Regions from separate parts of the Bicyclus anynana genome. Here region 2 is linked to region 1. A link is a contact called in public Hi-C data. All regions are on one chromosome and are shown on one strand. Each heading gives the region's core, a stretch centred on a gene start, on an enhancer-like site or on the middle of the called end of the contact. The rest is flanking DNA. Distances are from core to core; before and after follow the strand shown. Region 1 overlaps LOC112049690 (mitochondrial uncoupling protein 4). Region 2 holds the start of LOC112049682.

Region 1 (7,116 bases), core at 1,227-3,726:
CTTGAATTAAAAAATCACTGGCTTGGCACCGCCTTCAAACTGATCAGAAGGTAGCACATAGGTAAGATGTTATTTTTTGCTTTTTAGTTTAGGTTAATTTTTGAGTTGGAAGTCGGTTGAATTTTTTTATTAAATTTTTTTAAATATCGTAAACGTCAATTCCTCCTAGGTACTCTTAACCTTACGTTTTCAAAACAAAACTCTACATACTTAGAACGAGAGAGTAATTTAAAGGAATCTCCAGGCGGGCTGGCGGCGGGGTCGCTAGCGCAGCTGGTGGCGTCCCCCACCGACCTCGTCAAGGTGCAGATGCAAGCTGAGGGTCGCCGCGTGCTGCAGGGCAAACCGCCGCGCTTCACCAACTGCCGACAGGCCTATAGGCTACTTTATACTGAAGCCGGCATACTGGGCTTTTGGAGAGGTGAGCTACATTATCATCATTGTCAACCCATATTTGGCTCACTGCTGAGCTCTGAAAATTATTTAAGCGGACTTTTTTTGAAGTTTTCAAAAAATAATCCTATTTTTTGAAAACTTCAAAAAAAGTCCGCTAGTATAACTAATCTTAACTAAAAAATCAATATCTTTTGACGTGACATCGTTTTATATTTCGATGAAGCCGGCTCTACGAAAAAAGATGACGTCATGCGTCGTTCCTTCGCTCAAAGGTTGCCAACGTTTTTTACAAGAAATAAAGTTTATTCTGGTCTATGAAGATTATTAAACAGTACTTTAGAAAAACGAACGATATTTCTTTTGAACAATGCAAGCATTCCATCAGTATTTTTTTATGACGTTGTCACGTTCAACTATCGTCAGTAAACCGACTTTACAGACAACCGATTTTTTTTTTGTCTGACATCTGCAATAAATTGTTTTCAGGTGCCATCCCTAACGTTCAGCGCGCGGCATTGGTGAACATGGGAGATCTAGCGGCATATGACTATAGCAAACAATTCCTGATTCGCGAATTCGGCATGGCGGACACAATGCTAGTGCATGCTATGGCTGCCTTCGCCGCCGGGTTCGTGGCCGCAGTTGTGGGCACACCCGCTGACGTGTTGAAGACTCGGCTTATGAACCAACCCGTCGGACCAGATGGAAGGTAAAGCTTTAGGGTTATACGTTTAAACTTACGAGTTCAGCATGTTGGACACACTATTAGTGAATGCGATGGTCGCCTTCGCCGCCAGGTTCGTGGCCGCAGTTATCAGTACACCCTCTGACGTGTTGAAGACTCGGCTTATGAACCAACCCGTCGGATGGAAGGTACAGCTTTAGGATTGTACGTTTAGACTTACGAGTTCGTCATGTTGGACACAATGTTAATGAATGCGATGGTCGCCTTCGCCGCCGGGTTCGTGGCCGCAGTTGTGGGCACACCCGTTGACGTGTTGAAGCCTCGGCTTATGAACCAACCCGTCGGACCAGATGGAAGGTACAGCTTTAGGATTATACGTTTAGACTTACGAGTTCGGCCTTAGACCAATGGTCTAAGAGTTCGGCATGTTGGACACACTGTTAGTGAATGCGATGGTCGCCTTCGCCGCCGGGTTCGTGACCTCAGTTATCAGTAAACCCTCTGACGTGTTGAACACTCGCTATAAGCTGTGCTATAAGAGTCAACTTTTGGGATCAAAGTGAAGGTGAAGCTTTAGTACTAAGTATATAACTAACTTTTCATTGCCACATTCAAAATTTCATTTTTATATGCAAGAAATTTGTGGTTAACGGTGCTGATCAATGATTTAGTTTAATTGCATAATTGATGTTTTTGTAATTACTTCTTCATAGTACCTACTACTGTTGATTGACCCCAATAAAACAAAACCTTTGGACTTGAAGGGTTTTAATTTTTATAGTCTTTCTTGGTTTAGTTTACAGTTAAGCATATGAGAAATACTTTTTCAGTGAAATTTTTGAAATTCCAGTTTCAGCAATTTAATAGGAATTCCTCATTATAATACCTCACAAGCTATGCTTTTTAACCGACTTCCAAAAAGGAGGTTCTACGTTCGGCTATATGTAAACGGCTTGAATTGAAACATCACTGGCTTGGAACCGCCTTCAAACTGATCAGAAGGTAGCACATATTCATTGCTTAGCATTGCTTCCAACACAAAAACTAACCTAAACTAAAAAGCAAAAGATAACATCTACCTTTGTGCTTGAATTGTTGTGCGGTTGAATTTTTTTATTACTGTTTTTTCAATATTGTGTTTTTTTCAAAATAGCATTATAAGGGACAGTGAAAAAGATTGATTACCTAGTTTTAATTAAGTATAAATAATAATAATAAATACTTTACTTGCGTTTTTCTAAAAATTATTACGATTCCCTTTAATAACGTTACACTGCAATCGATAAGCAAAGTGGTAGGGAAATGTTTTGACGTAAGAGCTAGCAACGCCCCGTCAGCATACGTACCCAAAGTAGGTTGTATGTTCAAAGTGCGGTCGAGGTCAAAGAACGGGGTCAAAGTCGGGACCCGCGCACGCTCACTGTAATGAATCCTTTCCCTTTCGATACAAATATTCCAGACGGGTACTACAAAGCTAGAATTAAGATGTCCTCTTTGATGTTTATATTTACCCTCATTTTATCAAAGCAACAACTAATAATTTAAAAAAAAGCGTAGTAGTAGCCGTAGTATAGGTTTCAAATCTATCCTAATATTTTGAATAATGAATATTTTTTCAATACCTACTGAAACTATATCCTATATTAGATAATAATAATATGTTGGTACTATAAATAGTTACTTGCGTAAGACATTATTAGGTATTCTGTAACGGGACGTAACACTTTGCCATCTGCGATTAGTTTACTCGTATCGGAGTGATACGTTTTTTTACAGGTTTGGGTAGCATTGTGGTTATTTCCATTTTTTTCTAATTCCTCACAAATCGAAGTGAACAATTCACTAAATTGTGGAAAGAAATATATCCCGATTCCCCACTTGTATAAGAAAAAAAGTAAAATTAATGTAGTTTGATATATTTTTCAGAGCTTTTGCTATAACTTAAGTAATTATTATCCTTTTAATAGAGATTTTTTTATTGAGTCTGCAAAATTGGCCATTAATTAGAGACGTGTCAACAACAGATGCAGATTCAATAAAATCTCCAAGCATAGATCCAATCCCCGCAAGTAGAGAAACTTCCAAAATTGAGTTAAAATCCCCGCAATTTGGGGAATTCTCCAAAAATTGGCCACATCGCAATTGACAGCACGTTGGTGTTTAAAACTGAAGAAACGTTTTAAAACGAACCTACATTTAAGCGCAGAAACACACTTGGTATTTTATCTTACTGCCAACCAAAATCAAACAGACTTCACGGAATAAATTGACCAAGTATAACTTACTTTACTTTTCAGGGGAACTCTGTACCGCGGCATGATCGACTGCGTCCAACAATCCGTGAAGAACGAGGGCATATTCTCACTGTACAAAGGCTTCCTCCCACTGTGGATGAGACTGGGCCCGTGGGCTTTGATCAACTGGATAGCTTTTGAAAACATCATGCTAGCTATCGGAGGACATACATTCTGATTACCGTATTTCTATAATATAAATAACTATACACCAGTTAGCGAATTTATAAAACAAATATTAATGGTAAGATCAGTTTGAGAAAGTAGCGTCTGCCTTAGTTGGTTGACATTATTTGAAATACATATATTACGGTCAGGGGTCATCCATAAATTATGTCACACAACTTGATGGCTACAGGGTTTGTGACAAGTATGGGGGAGCATTCTTATCACAAACCCTCACATTTGTGAGACTCGGCTTCCTAACATGACATCACATCTAGAAATTGTTAAATTAAAACAGAAACTGCTCCAAAATTAGTTTATTTTCATTTACAGATTTGAATAAAATCAAAATGAATACCTACTAATAATAAATATTACAAAATACGAATAATAATAACTAAGAATAAAGAAAAAAATAAGTTACATAATATCATGAATGACAGATGGTGTTTGAAAATGTGACGTCACCAATCTAAGGACGTCCCCTTGTCACACTATGTCACACTTCGTCAATGCTCTTTTCCAAACTTAACTTGTGACGTAATTTATGGAGTGCTCTAACTGAACAGTAAGCAAGTGTGAAATGCTTTGATTGAAAATGCATTTATTAAACACTAAAATAATGTTATTGACATCTTTACAGATTTTTCCAATGCACATTGATCAAAAGAATTTTCCAAATTGTTTGTCAACATTGTATGCTTTTTCAATAGTGATCGCTGATCAAGAATTTTTGTAAATGTAGACCTACGATGATATAGACATTACTCGTGACAACAGAGACATATTGTCGATCAATGCCAGCAAAATCGAAAATATCGCTCTATCTCTTTCGTTGGTATGGGACAAAACAGAGAGCGGTATTGTCGATTTCGTCGCTATGGCACGACTATATTGTGTATTTTTGTCGTACCTATATAAATTAAATGTTGTTGAAGCATCCTAGTCCTACTGAATTGGTAGATGTGTCTGGTTGGTTAAGGAAATGTATTAGCGCGAAACCGACACAAGCTGTTCAAATAATAGGTGTACCTATTCCTCTGTATTGGACCATATAAACTTTTCTGACATTGCTTTATCAGTGTTATAGGTATAATTATATACTCTGCATTAACGTTAAGGTCGCTCTATATTCTTGTGCGAATTTACGCTGGCAATCACGTCGCGAATCCCGGCGAACAATGTAATGTTACGTTACCAACGCGACGAATGTCATCCACACACGCATAGGCGTATATAGCGGGTGGGCCGGGCCTAGGATACTGAGCTACCAATATGAAATTCTATGATGGACGCCGAAATACTAATAATTTTACACAAAGTATCATTTAAAATATCAAATAATAACAATTACAACTTAAAATAAAGAAAAACCTGTAAGTAAAGATTTAAAAAAATATATTAAGACCTTTTCTGATACCTTCCATAGATACCAAGAAAAAATAATAAATAAGTCGAGCCGTTTCAGAGGTCAGCGTCCACAAATATTACTAATGAAATTTTAATATTGAGTGTCGACTCTGTTCAGTGATATGTAGGCCCACCCCGGGAAATAATCCTAGATACGCCAATGCACACGCGCAAAATTTCGCAGACGGTAACATATTCCTAGTTCGCGAATCACTAAGATAAAAGACAGACAAAAATTGGAAAACTAAGCGTGAACTGGCGTGATTACAGCGCAAAGCAATATGTGAAACTCTTCTACAATCATGTTGTGTTGACAGATTTGCACACGATTCGCACGAGAATGTAGAACGGGCATATTTAGATTAGAAAGAGCTGAATTATATGGCACTAAAAATTAACTAGATGATATAAATGACATATTACTATGTGATTATTAAATAGATGGGTATAAAGATGACAATACTGTAGATAACATTTTTTAATATTTTCATGTACCGGTATACAAAAATAATACAGAACAAACAGATAACCTTAAGGTTGATACATTTTGTTATTATGAATATTGAATGAATGACTAATCAATAAAAGTATTGAAGTAAGGATATAATTACACATATTCTCTATTCTGCTTTTGAAAGATTTGACAAATCATTTTCAAAGTTGCTCATCTGTTCGAAGGGTTCTCAATATCAGAGCAGATTTGGAATTTGATGGTTTTACACCCCAGAGCAATTGCCAATCCGCATTGGGCTAGCGTGGTGGACTATTGGCCTAACACCTCTAAACAGAGACTCGAGCTCAGCAGTGAGTCGAATAAGGGTTGATAATGATGATGATGACACCCCAGAGCATCGGATTGGTCTCAATTACTATCAACATTTATAGTGATCGTTACAGATTCAAAACATTATCCTAAGCCCGCCAAGCCGCATTGCAGAAGCGTGGTGGGTAAAATTCCCTGAGAAGCCTGACCATGTGGTTGGCCATTAAAATAGCCTGATGATGTGACTTTAAAGGCCCTCTTTATGGTGACTTTGGTGTATACATTAAGTTTGAAATGAAAAAAGTACATACGGTGTTTGCTTTAATGTTAGGAACATTAGGCACAAAATATGCTTTTCCTGTAATAATATTAATACTTATTTCAATTTAGTACAATTGTATTCGGATTTACAAAATACTTATAAGCACAATTTAATGTATATCTATATACACAATGCAGTGGCGTACATTTCATAGATGCAAAAATGCACTGCCTACTCTGTTACTGTACTGTCTGTCTGTACTGTTAAGAAATTTTCCAATTTGCACAATTTGTATGTACAGTGCATACCCTAGTTAAATACCTTATGCACGCCACTGACACAATGTATAAGTGAAACAAAATTGTAGAGATCTGCAAAAATTGTTTGGGTTATAGCAAATTTAGTGACTTAAAATATAAAATTGTACTTATTTTATATCTATATATATATTTTATTAGCTTTAGTTGTTATGCAAGTTGTGTAGGTCGTTGCAAATGTTGAGGTTGCTAAGTATAAATAAAAAAATGTGATGTTATTGTAGTATTTTATAGATATATTAAATATAATTTATTGTTGGATTAAATAATGATTTTAAATACATCATCGCCAAATTATTTAGAATTTCCACTCTCCTTTTCTACTTTTATGGCAATACAAAATGTTTTAATAGCAACTTGAATTTGATGACGTAAATTAGTTGGTTAATAGGGGTAAATACGCTCCAAAAAAAGATAACTTAAAGGAGAAAGTCGAATCATTTTAAACGTTTACATGGAAACGCCACCTCTTATATGTGTGAGATAAAAATTGATATAGCAACTGTTACCTCAAAACTCTACAAGATGGCGTTGCAAAATCATGAGAAATGAAAATACGATTAAAGAACATCAAAGAAGCTTAGAAAGTAATGTAAAATGAATCAAATTTAATAAAAACAATATTAATTTCGCATAATACATGGAATAAGGGTATAAGGGTCCGAAATATATCGATATTAATTGATAAAAGTTAAGGATTTCTTTTAAAACTTAATTTCAATATCACGTATTTTTTGCAAAATTTCTAAACGTAAAAACGCTGTCGTTCATTTTGTGACGTCACTAATACACTTTCCGAAATATATCGATATCAATTGATAAAA
Region 2 (6,825 bases), core at 545-3,044, 37 kb before region 1:
TGCTACAAGCTGTCAACAACCGGTCAACAGCTGGATTATTTATAAAATTTTAAACGGATTATTTTTGAATTTGAACTACAGTGAAGGGTACAATTACTTAACCGACCTACACGACTTAACAGATTTATTTCTTAAAACAGATATGAAACTTTTTTTTACATTTTGCAAAAACATTATTTAACTCTTAAATTATTATCATAAATTAGTTTAAAATTTGACTTTTCGGATAATGAATATTTTACAGAAATTTGGTTTATAGATAAATTTCACTTGAATTATTATTTAACTGAAAGCTGACTTATCTAAGGAAAGAAGTTAGATAGTTAGGTATCTAGGTATATGAAAAAAACGTGGTTCAAGTTGCGGTCAACAGCTGAATTACTCATAAAATTTTAAACAGATTATTTTGAAATTTGAACCGTGAAGGGGAAAATTACTAAAATGGGATAACCGACCGATCTACACAACTTAACAGATTTATGATGTTTTTTTTTACATTTTGGCAAAAATATTATTTAACTCATAAATTATTATTTTAAATCAGTTTAAAAAACTACTTTTACGGATAAATATTATTTTACAGAAATTTGGTTTAAATATAAATTTCTTTTAAATTATTATTTATTATTTAACTGAAATCAGACTTATCAAGGAAAGCAATTGGATAGGTAAGTACACGAAAAAAAACGTGTTCCACGCTATGGTTTACAGCTGGATTACTAATAAAATTTTAAACGAATTATTTTGGAATTAGAACCATGAAGGGTAAAATTACTAAAATATGATAAACGACTTACACGATTTAACAGATTTATTTCTTGGAACAAATGATGAAAAAAAGTTTTTTAACGTTTTGCCAAAAATATTATTTAACTTTCAAATTATTATCGAATGTTGGTTTAAAATACGACATAATTAAATGAAATCGATGGAAGAGTTTAAAGAATTTCTAAATTCTTCTGGGAATTAAAACTACAGTTATAACTTAGCAAAGTCGCGAGAAGGCAGAAGTACCTGATTGATGACTCATTCTTTTTTAAAAAAGATTATGAAAATAGCCAGGTCTGTTCTGGTGAAAACAATAAATATAGGATTACAGGGATACTATTAACGTTCCATCTAAGAATAAAAAACATTTACAACGATGGAAAATAATATTATAACGCTAAATGGCAAGTCACCATTTTGAACGGATGTGAGTTGTATTCAACAAAGCATTGTATTATCTAGCCACAAGCAGTTAGAAATACAATAATGTTTTATGAGCATTATAAAGAATAATATTCAGTGAAGAATCTAAGCATTGACTAGAGAACGCACAACTAGTACGTAATAAATGCATTTTACGAGCGATGATACGCAAAGGACAGCCACCATTTTATAACGCCTAAGCGCGGCGATATTTTCCCCCACACTGGCTTCAGGAAAAACGATAGTGTCAATTTGACATCGATCCCACGTGACGCACTGATTTTAATGAGCCGTCCGCGGACTAGAGATGCAGTCCGCGAGGGAGGTAGCTATCAAATCAGTTTGCACGGATACACACACAATACAAGTTCATTGACACGCCACGGCCGCATTTTCTCCACAGAAAGACGTTCGCACTTACCAGTTGTCCAATTTTATGAGTTCCTCGGGTTTCTTTGTTTTCTGTTCAGCTTTCAGTTTGATCGCTTGTGGGTATAACTTTAAAACACTGTCGAATTGTTCCGCGTCTGCCTCCAGAAAGAAAGTAGACGTGTCTTTCGCGGTAGCCATTGTGAACGTTCTAAATGTACAACACTGTGCTCTGCGTACCTATTTAGTTAGCTATAGCGCCGAACTCGACGCGGCGGCAGCACCTGGGCGACTGGGCGCCCTCTCCCCACTCGACGCCATCTTGTTCACTGAGCCTCGTTATGACGTTCGATATTATTACTACAAACATCCATGTTATTTTTTGGCCTATTTCACATTTAGGTTTGATCATTCGTTATTTGTAGGAATAAATAACTAGCTAAAATAATAACTAACATCGCTTCAGTCACAGATATAGTTGTATCGCTACGTGATTGAAATAAAAAGCATACTCACGTAATGTAGCAAGGTTATAGCGGACGCACTCCGAGTCGTGGCATTGTACCGTAATCAGGTCTCCACAATTGATATCGGGATGGGGAGAATGTGATTTCATTTTGTAAAACCGCACAATCACACCGATGTACAACCGAGATATTTGCACAATTTGACACAAATAAACGTGTAAAGTTCACAAATATGTTAGTCACGTCGACCTCGGCACTATCAATTTCCTCAAACGTGACGCAACACACGACACCGTTCTACCGAAACGACTTTGGTAAACACGCATATTTTCCGTTGCAATGCAGTACACACTGAGCTCGGAGTAGTCATGAAGTAGTAACTATTGGTGTACATAAGGCATTTAGGTAGTACGACGTACATATCACCGGGGTGGAACGTCACCACACCAATCGGCTTTGTTGTTTTGATAGATCGCCACGTGCTTTGCTCCCTCTTTTTTTAATTTTCGCTTATACTCGTATATCCGTTTCGTCAAGATAAGCCGCTAAGCCATTGTTACTGTTAGGCGCACTTGTCACTTCATTACATATTTTCACACCATTGTTGTTTCACGTCACCCAATCAATAGCTAATTACTTTTCTACAATGTAATTACTTTCAATTATATAATGTCTTTTGAATAGTTCGGTTAGTTTCAGAGTATGATACTTATTTTTTTCTCTCAATTTATCTTTTGTATATAAAGTATATGATAAGTATACGTATATAATACTTTATAGGTCATCTGTTTCATTAAGATAAGTAAGAATTACCAAACTTGAGAAAAATGCAGGTTATTATAAAATTTAAATACGCGTTTGTCAAAGCCTTAGAAAGAGGCTCGGAAGCAGTTTCATCAAAATCGGTTTATGATTAATGCTTTATTATAACTTCTAGTAAACGTAAAGAAACACAAAAATAGTTTCTTTAATTTAGTCTACTTAGTTGAAATATTAGGTCATCTATTTTATTAGGATAAGTAGAAATTATCGAACTTTTGAAGCATGCAGGTTTAATATGAAATTTAAATTCGTGTTTGTCGATGCCTCAGGCTCGTATGCAGTTTTATCAAAATCGGTTTAGGATTAATGCTTTATTATAACGACTAATAAACGTAAAAAACTAAAAATAGTTTCTTTAATTTAGTCTAGTTTAAATATTAGGTCATCTATTTTATTAGGATAAGTAAATATTAAACTTCTGAAGCATGTAAGTTATTTATTAAAAAAATTAAATTCGCGTTACTCAAAGCCTTAGAAAGAGATTTGCATGCAGTCTCATCAAAATCGGTTTAGGGTTAATGCTTTATTATAACTTCTCATAAAAGGTAAGAAAATCTAAAATTAGTTTCTTTAATTTAGTACTTAGTTGAAATATTAGGTCATCTTTTTTATTACGATTTAAGTAGAAATTAACGAACTTTTGAAGCATGCGGGTTAATATAAAATTTAAATTCGTGTTTGTCGAAGCCTTCGCATGCAGTTTCATCAAATTCGGTTTAAAATTCTTTATTATCTTCTAATAAACGTAAAAAAACAACTTTCATAAAATACTAACGATTGCTATAATTTAGTCAATTTCTATTAACCAATTCAATATTCCTAATTCAAAATTCATACTCAAACAATTTTTTTTAATTTTCATCTCTGCGTTCACTAATATCCTAAACGGCTAGACGAATTTTCATGTAATTTTCACAATTACAGTAAGAATGCTCAGCTGGACAAAAATATATAGTTTGTTTCTTTGATATTTCTAAACACCAACAACAAAAATATAATAAAAGAACATACATACAGCCGAACATATTTATGTTCTTTTATTATATTTTTCTCCGAAGAATCAGAACCTCCTCCTTTTCGGAAGTCGGTTAATAAATGCCGCCTATGACGTGGATCAAGTCTCGGGCGTGTACTAGTATGATTATGAAAAAGTGAAACCTAGAAAAGCTAGGGACCATTCATCTTACCTAATATAAATGGGAAAGGTCACTCTCACCATGAAATCTCGAAAACCGCATGACATTCAAAGATGGAATTTGGCAGGGAGGTAGTTTATAGTTAGTAGGTATCCGCTAAGAACGGATTTGGCGACAAGGCCGAAATAAGGGCGGACTAAATCGCGAGCGTCCCTAGCTATATTTATATAATTAAGATTTACTTAATCACTACCATTACAGTTATGTAATAATTTTGCGGAGCGGAGCGAGGGAGCGTAGCGGAGAAACGGACTAAGGCTGCCAGTCCACCGAAGCGGGGCGAGGCAGTGGAGTCGAGAAACGGAGAAATATTAACTAATAGGATTGCACAAAATCTCCGCTCCTCTTAAGTGGACAGGGACTTGCGAGCTAGTTTAATAAATCATATTAAACCGGTAAGCAGAGCAGGGAAACGGAGCGAAGAATCACGTGCGGGAAAGCGGAGCGGGGGCTTCTTCGGAAAGTCACTTCGCTTCGCATTAATCCTTTTCTCCGCTACGCTTTCAGTAGTCTGTTGCAGACTAGTTGCAGACTATGTTAAATAAATAAAATGTTAAATTTAATTTAACTAACCCCGCTCCGCTTACCGGTGTTATATGAATTTTTAAACTAGCTCGCAAGTCCATGCTTACTTAGAGGTGCGGAGATTTTGTGCAATCCTATCGGTTAATATTTCTCCCTTTCTCAGCTCCGCTGCCTCGCTCCCCGGTGGACTGGCAGCCTAAACCGGCTCGCCCGAGGCAAGCGCGTAACTCACCTTGCTTGTAGAAATCAGTCTATCTGATACAGAGCCACATTTCTAACGAGTCACGTACATACAAAGCCAGCACCCCCTTGAGACAAGAGGTACCTATGTCTCTCTGAGAGCGTCCCCTGGACTTAGACCAAGACGAGGTCCCCGATATCTGACGTCACCCAGACGTGGGCTTTTTAACTCACGATCTCGGGGGCGCCCGGACTGATACACTCAGGCCAAAACACCCTTCCCGAACGGCCCTCTAAGCCGAGGTCCGAGTCTCAGAAGAGACGCCCTTAGAGAGTTGTTCCGCCCATCTACTCTGCTTCTGCCCCATCAGGCGATGCTTCTGCGCTCGCCCAAACCCCCGGGTGACACCGCTGAGGTCAGAAAAAAAAAACTTAGACCTCAATAAATCCGCTGCCGATGTGTGTGAAATTCGTTTAGTTTAGAGGTTTCTACGTGTATTCGTCTGTTTAAATAATACATAGGTAAATACTAAAATTTCATTAAAATTGGTCGAGCCTTTAAGAAAAGTGCTACCACAAACATCGCGACTTGAGATTTTATGTATTGTACCTACCCTAGTTAAAAACCTTAGGCACGCCACTGGTAGATATGCAGCTATCATATCATATCTATAAACTTGCCATAAACGACGTTATCGTACGTCTGCCCGCATGTAACAAGTTAAAATCGCTTCATTGCTTCAACATTGTTTGTTAGCTATTTTTATATATTTTCTATATTTATGTATTTATTGTATACTTATGGTATATATTCCTAATATACCGAAGTGTTCAAACTGAGTTTCTGCACATTGGATAAATTACAATTTAAGTTAATGCATCACTGTGTTGGCACCGCCTTCAAAGTGATCAGAAGGTAACACATACGATGTTATTTTTCGCTTTTTAGTACATTTTTGTGATTTTGAAGATATCGCTACAGTACGGGAAATTTCGTTATTTTATTTCTTATACAGAATCACTGAACCGACTGTATTGAAAATTAAATGGGACCAATATGGAACTATACTTTTTCAAACAAAAAACAATTTTCAACATCGGTTAAGAAATGACGAAGTTATGAGATAATAAACTTAAAAAAAAAACATTGAAAATCAAGAATCTCCTATTTTTTTTGAAGTTGGTCAAAAAGGACAAATTAGCTCATGATATAAATGTATTTCAAAGTAAGGTGTCTTTATTTCTTTCTCGAAGTAGGTGTCTACTTCGAGAGAGGGGTTATTTATAAAATTGCATTGTAACTTGTATTGTACGTCATTAACCTGACGTTAACACGATACAACGATGTATATCACGGCAGACAAGACAAATTGGTTTAGCTACATTGTAAATGACAGCTTTTAATTGTATCTTAATCATGTTATACTATCTTTTTCTGTGGCTTCGCTTGTGCCAAATCAGTTTTTTTTTTAATTAATTTAAAGCCGGACGACGTCAATTTAAATATATATATAAAAACGATATTTTTTGTAAACTTATAAAAATAATAATTTCCTAATAGACAGTCTTAAGGAGCATAGAATTAAACGCATCTATTTAAATTGTTTGAAGACGAATAAAATATCGCTGGAGAAAATAAAAAAAAACCATACATACAGCCGAACGTAGAACCTCCTTCTTTTTGGAAGTTGGTTAAAAAATAAGTATCTGATTGAAGCTGAAATTTTAATTACACATGACTGTCTTATCGCTTATAGCTAATGCATGCATGATAATTCTTTGAAAATTTTCAGTTATTTCAAAGCGCCATAAAAATTGAAACTTCAAAAAATTCATAGTAATGAATGTTTTAAATTAAACAATACACTGCCACCTTCAATCTTTATATTAAAACCCCTTCAAAATAATTTAAAAATGTTAATACCTGTAATACGTCACCTAAAAAAAGCATATAAATCCGATGGTAGGTCATCGTCGATTATTAAAATTAATGTGTAAGCAGTAACTACTACTACTTTACTACTAAGTAAGTACTACTTTACTGTAGTAAAATAATAAAGAGGACACCATAATTA

The links. A called contact is a pair of places that touch in the nucleus more often than the background predicts.
Region 2: a contact with region 1 is called in a Hi-C map of whole body, with 2.8 times the contacts expected there. The contact joins the promoter of LOC112049682 here to the enhancer-like site in region 1. A contact is called at or near these places in 2 of 2 Hi-C or Micro-C datasets (whole body and whole larva).

Annotation. Positions count from the first base shown.
Region 1 is chr11:7,389,876-7,396,991 of ilBicAnyn1.1, reverse strand. It overlaps LOC112049690 (mitochondrial uncoupling protein 4), which reads left to right. Exons shown (of 7, transcript XM_024087687.2): 5 at 245-421; 6 at 883-1,105; 7 at 3,379-4,378. The coding sequence ends at 3,553. Among protein-coding and RNA genes, the nearest start is that of LOC112049690, 26 kb to the left of the region's middle. Within about 2 kb of position 2,476, at least 8 of the 8 cell types and tissues checked have open chromatin away from gene starts, as enhancers often do.
Region 2 is chr11:7,426,855-7,433,679 of ilBicAnyn1.1, reverse strand. It overlaps LOC112049682, which reads right to left and starts at 1,794. Exons shown (of 6, transcript XM_024087677.2): 1 at 1,613-1,794. The coding sequence starts at 1,761.